2 separate regions of the Arachis hypogaea genome follow, and region 2 is linked to region 1. A link is a contact called in public Hi-C data. All regions are on one chromosome and are shown on one strand. Each heading gives the region's core, a stretch centred on a gene start, on an enhancer-like site or on the middle of the called end of the contact. The rest is flanking DNA. Distances are from core to core; before and after follow the strand shown.

Evidence for each region. A called contact is a pair of places that touch in the nucleus more often than the background predicts.
Region 2: a Hi-C map of leaf shows a contact between it and region 1, with 4 times the contacts expected there. The contact joins the promoter of LOC112720536 here to the enhancer-like site in region 1. A contact is called at or near these places in 2 of 8 Hi-C or Micro-C datasets (both in leaf).

Annotation. Positions count from the first base shown.
Region 1 is chr11:22,034,587-22,037,695 of arahy.Tifrunner.gnm2.J5K5, forward strand. No RefSeq gene overlaps it. Among protein-coding and RNA genes, the nearest start is that of LOC112720534, 8.7 kb to the left of the region's middle. Within about 2 kb of position 1,630, at least 1 of the 3 cell types and tissues checked has open chromatin away from gene starts, as enhancers often do.
Region 2 is chr11:22,145,684-22,148,792 of arahy.Tifrunner.gnm2.J5K5, forward strand. It overlaps LOC112720536 (transcription factor MYB44), which reads left to right and starts at 1,650. Exons shown (of 1, transcript XM_025771501.3): 1 at 1,650-3,109. The coding sequence starts at 2,080. The coding sequence ends at 3,030.

The sequences.
Region 1 (3,109 bases), core at 380-2,879:
AAATCGGCCGGGTTCTGGTCCGGTCTGACTGGCCGGTTCAGCAATTTGTATTCGGTTTTAAAACAACAGTTTTTGTTAGTGAACCGAACTGCAGAAGCTGCCGATTCGTGGTCAGACCGATGGACCGGCCACTCCAGTTCAGTCTTTAGAACCATGGCAATTGTATATAAATAAGTAATAATGATTAGTAAATAATGAAAAAAAGATGACAAGCTTTTATAAAGATAAACTTTTCTGCAACGTGCATTGACCATGTGTACTTATTTCTATTACTTTGATGGCATTTCCTTTCTCTACTTAGGACCTTTAATTCTCATCTCGTTATGCTCTCATGTTTTTCAGAAAATAAAAAAAAGAAGACTCTTTGAGCTCGGATAAGCAAATACCTTACATATTTTGATTTTTTTTGTTAGATGTTTCTCTCGCTTTTTGTTATTGTTCTATCTTTTAAAAGGAGGGATAGAAGTTACAATTTTATATACATATATATATAACCTGTATAAACTATTCTTGTAAATAAAAAATGTTGTGATGATTTGAATGTATTTATATATATTTATGTAATTTTTTATTAGAAAAAAAATCATACCACTTTTTAAAGAGAGGTCACTAAAATTTGTATGTAAAAAGATTTTACTTTATATATAGATATATATAAATAAGTTATTGTAATAATTTTACTATCAAAGTGGCGCAATCAAAAGCATGACATTTTGGTAGTGATGAAGGTGTTTCAACAATAGCACAACCAATCCAAAAAACACCAGCGGCAGTGACACAACTCCTCCTAACACCATAGTACAGGCAGAATAAGGAAGAACATGAAAGGAGGTAGTGACCATAGTGGCTCTAGCATCCTCAACGACGAGCTTCATACCTACATTTTCGATGAATAGGGGAACAATGGGGTAGAAGTAGGAACAAACACAGAATAGAAACAGAATAGAAAAGGAGCAGGAATGGTGAAGCAAGGCAATAATGGCAGCGATTCTGAGCTACTCCGGCGACATCTCCCTTTGAGATTGATAGTAGTGGCCGCCGCCATCTCCTACACTGTCGCCATCGCCACCTCCTTCCTCTCCTTTCTTTGCATCACCGCTAGCTCCCTCGTCCTCCATCGCTTTTGTTCTCTTCTCTAGTTCAGTTTTTTCTCTCTCCTCCATCTCTTTTTAAGTCACGGTTTTATAATATCATTTTTATTTTTGATAATATCACTCTATACATAATTATACATGATATTTTTACATTGTATTTTATATGAGTTTATTTATAAAAAATATATTATTAAAATGAAAATGACAATATTATATTGCTATGTACTTTTAATAAAATTGGATAAGAACACGAAAACAAAAGAAAAGAAAGAAACAAAAGCGATAAAGATGGAGATTTATGAGAGCAAAGAAAACTAGAAAAGATTGGGTGGGTGGACAAAATCAGACTCGCTCGTCTTTGCATTGTCTTGTTTCAACATGAAGGATATCAATGCCCTTTATTTTGGTGGCAGTAATCTGTTTGGTGCTTGCAGTTTCAAATTAGAACACGGCTTCTTCAACAATCAACAGAACCTTACTATGCTCTCAGCAATATGCACTTTAATGAACTAATTAATTAATTAATTATAGTACTAATCAAGTTCTGTTCAGTTTGTTCCGTTGCATTAGCATATATGTTAGCACTGCTATGCGCTATTGGTGTTAAACTAATCCACTGTCACATCTCACCAAACCTATGCTGGGAACATCAATTATTACAACAATCAAAGGGAATAAAGTCAATAACTAAATGTTTTTAACAAAATATTATATGCACATGTATATCCCCTCCTCGTGGGGGAAGGCCATTATTCTTTTTCATGCTTTGAAATTTGAACTACTTGTGTTTTATATATTTTAACTTACTATTTAAAAACTAAATAAATAAAATTATGACATTAACAAACAGAAAATAAAGCTTGTTCTTTTCCTAAAGCACGATCTAATGCGAGATCCTTTTTAGTAAGAAAGGTGACCAAGTAAACTCTTTGGTTCGCGCTGTAATCACTTTTCGTCAATCAACCTGGGGAATTTGTTTTGACACGTAAAGATTAAAGAACTAATTTTTTAGGTTGGTTATTTTTACGATGACGTCTTCATGTAAAAATAATAATATGAATTATTAAATTAATTAATTTAGTATATTTAATTAAATAATATAATAATTCATAATATTATTTTTATATAAAAACATTTTTATAGAAATATATAATTGCCTTTTCTTAAACCCTCAAATTTTTATATTTTGTATTGACACCCACTGAGTATCATTTAAGTTAAGTATGATCTGTCCCTATTTTCTATTCTCTTTTTTGGTTAAAACATGTTTTACAACTTAACTTCTTATTTTGCATTATTAAATTAGATTATGAAATATTATGTAACAAATCGAATAGTTTAATGGCTGGTTGATAAAGTCTTGTTCATGTGTATGTGTTCTAGAAGTATATTTTAAAAACATTACAAAAAATATTTTATTAAAAATTATTGAAAAGAACATTTGTTATATTTACAATGCAATAAATATATCAAAAAATAAAAAAAAATTATTATACTTTTAAAATATATATTTATAATATAAATTAGCTAAATTCTTATTAATAATATCATAATTATATAAAAATTATAATAAACAAAGAGCATAAACATGCCGTAATAAGTCAACAAATTATAATTTAAATAATATAATTTTTTTATCTTTAATATAAAAATTTCGGATTCAAATCTGATTTTTAAATTTAGAAGAAAAAGAAAATGTGCAGTAACAACAATAGAGTGAATAAATATGGTAAAAAGAAGGTCCTTAAGGGTGTGTTTGTTTAAGAAAAAAATGGAAGGAAGAAAATAGGAAAAAAAATAATTATTTTTCTGTTTGGTTAAATGGAAAAGTAAAAAAAAAATGATGAATAGTGTAAAAAATAGGTGGGATCTATTGAAAAATTTTTCCCTCCAACAATGGATAGAAAATGAAAGAAAAATATATTTTGTATTAATATTTTAATATTATCTTCTATTTTTAATATATTTTAAAATATCTAAAAATAAAATTGTCTTTTTATAATATTATATACTAT
Region 2 (3,109 bases), core at 400-2,899, 110 kb after region 1:
CGGTGTTTTGAGTTAATGTCGGGGTTGAGCATCAATTATGAGAAGTCAAATCTGATATCAGTAAACTGTGAGCAGGAGTGGGTTGATCAGGCGTGCGGTCTTCTGGGGTGCAAGCAAGCTGTGTTACCGGTTAGATACCTTGGAATCTCTCTAGGTGCAAATCCGAGGCTAGTGAAGACTTGGAAACCAGTCATAGATAAGGTGGAGGAAAAGCTCAGCCTGTGGAAAGCGAAGGTGCTGAATAAAGCAGGCAAGCTTATCCTCATTAAGTCGGTGCTGAATAGCCTGCCGATATATTACTTAAGTCTGTACAAGATGCCGAAGGCGGTTGCGGACAAGCTGGTTGCGTTGCAAAGGAGATTTATGTGGGGAAAGGGGGATGGAAAGGATGGTATCCCGTTAGTTAAGTGGGAGTTGGTTCAAGCTCCAAAGAAGGCTGGAGGATTGGGGGTTGGGGATGCAGTGCTTCGGAACACAGCACTCTTGTTTAAGTGGTGGTGGAGGTTTTCAAAAGAGGATTGCCCCTTATGGAAGAAAATTGTCTGTTCTTGTAACAACTTGAGGCCTGATGTCATGCTGGTAAATCAGAAGATACCAGCGAAAGGCGGGCCTTGGAAGGACATATGCCAGTTAAACATACAGGAGCAGCGGTTAAGGGATAAATTGGTTACTGGACTGGCTATGGAAGTAGGGAATGGAAGGAGTACCATGTTTTGGGAGGATAACTGGGTGCAAGGTGGGCCGCTGAAAGTGGCGTTTCCAAGACTCTTCTCTGTGTCCAACCAACAAGGAGTTGTCGTAGGGGATTGTGGATTTTGGGATGGATTGGAGTGGATCTGGAATTTTCAATGGAGAAGAGAGCTGTTCCAATGGGAGCTGAAACTTGTCCATCAGCTGCATGAAAGGTTACGGCCAGTAAAGCTGTCACAGGGTATGGAGGATAATGTGGTCTGGAAGTTTGATAGTAAGGGTGTGTTTTCTACTAATTCCTTTATGCGGGTACTTCAATCGGAGAATCTGCCGGCAGCGATCACAAGCTATAGTTTCACAAGTACATTGTGGAAAGGAGTGGTGCCTTCGAGGATTGAGCTTTTTGGCTGGTTTGTACTTGTTGGTAGAGTTAACACCAAAGACAGGTTGAGTAGGCTAGGTGTTATTCATCACAGTGATAATATTTGTGTGCTATGCAATAAGGAGATAGAATCTGTCCAGCATCTATTTCTTATGTGTGATATAGCATGGAAAGTGTGGTGCTGTTGGTTGCAGTCAGTTGGTAGAAAGTGGGCTATTCCGGGTACCATAAGAGGGCTGTTTGAGAGTTGGACTGGCTTGCACACGAGTAAACAAGAGCAGAAGCGGGGGTTGATTGGATTCTTTGCAGTGATTTGGAACATCTGGTTGGAACGTAATGACAGGATTTTCAACAATAAGGTAGCAGGTGTTGACCTCATCCAACAGAGAACACTTTTGAGTTATAAAGAATGGGCTGACAGTAATCCTAGTGGTTGTTGATAATAGGCAGGTGATGCCAGGCTTTATGGTCTTGTCTTCGTTATTTCTTTATGTAACTCCTGACTTTTTGCTCCACTGTTTTGTGTTGAGCTTTCGTTTGTTTCAAAAAAAAAACTAATATACTACAATCATACCGTAACAGTTGATTTTCAATTAAATTAAAAATGAGAATTCGAAAGGATAAAAAGGAAGAAAGCAGAGCAGGGATGACTTGTGCAAACGGAAGCAGCTGAAACTGACGCGTGTCCAATTACAGCTGTATCCCAAATCCCAAGCCAACCGCTCCCCAGGAACAAGCGGTACCAATTTCAGCATAACGCTCCCAGAAACCCCTCAAAACCTAACCTCCTCAACCGGTTACCTCACCCCCCCATCCCTCCCACATATAAACCACGATCAAACACCAACCGCTTCACACACTCAAAACAGCAACACCACAAAAAAAACCCTTTCAAAAATCTCATCGTAACGCCCTACCTACTTCGCTTCTGCTTCTCTCCATATATAAATCTTCACTTTCACATGATCCTCTAAATCTGAAAAACAAAACAAAAGAAACTAAGCACTATGGCCATGTCTAGAAGAGAAATGGATCGAATCAAAGGCCCGTGGAGCCCGGAAGAAGATGAGGCCCTGCAGAGGCTGGTGGAGAGGCACGGACCCAGGAACTGGACGTTGATAAGCAAGTACATCCCGGGCCGCTCCGGGAAGTCCTGCAGGCTAAGATGGTGTAACCAACTTTCACCTCAGGTTGAGCACCGGGGCTTCACGCCCGATGAGGATGAGACGATAATCCGGGCCCATGCCCGGTTCGGTAACAAGTGGGCTACAATAGCCCGACTCCTGTCTGGTCGAACCGACAACGCGGTAAAGAATCACTGGAACTCAACACTCAAGCGCAAGTGCTCATCCATGATGATCGACGAGCCTGCAACAGGTCCGGCGGACTTTGACGGCGGTTACTACCTACGGCCCGCGAAGAGGTCTGCGAGCGCAGGTGCTACGATGCCGCTATCCACCGGACTTCACATGAGCCCGACGTCGCCGGGAAGCCCGTCGGGATCCGACGCGAGTGATTGCAGCGTTCGCGCTGTCTCTCCGTCTAACGTTCTGAGGCCCGTGCCCAGGACCGTTGTTCCTCCGATCGAAACTGCGTCCTCTTCAGAGGACCCTCCGACGTCGTTGTCGCTGTCTCTGCCTGGCGTAGACGTTGCTGTGGAAGTCTCCAATCGTGTCACGGAATCTATGTCACGTGCCTTTTCTCCGGCGATGGTGATGGCTTCGGCGGCGCCTTCAACGGCTGTAACGGCAGCGGATCCGCTGCCATTGCCATCGCCACAACATCAAGTGGTAGCGCCGTTTAATTTTAGCGCGGAGCTGATGGCGGTGATGCAAGAAATGATAAGAAAAGAAGTGAGGAGTTACATGGAACAGCGCAATGGGATGTGTTTTCAGGCTGCTGGTGGGTTTAGGAACGTTTCGGTAAATCGAGTTGGGATTAGCAAAGTCAACTCGTGAATAAGAAGTGGATAATAGAAAAGATTAGCAACTCGGAAAATGAGCTTCGGAAATGAAGAGGAAGAGGGAAAAGAATGAA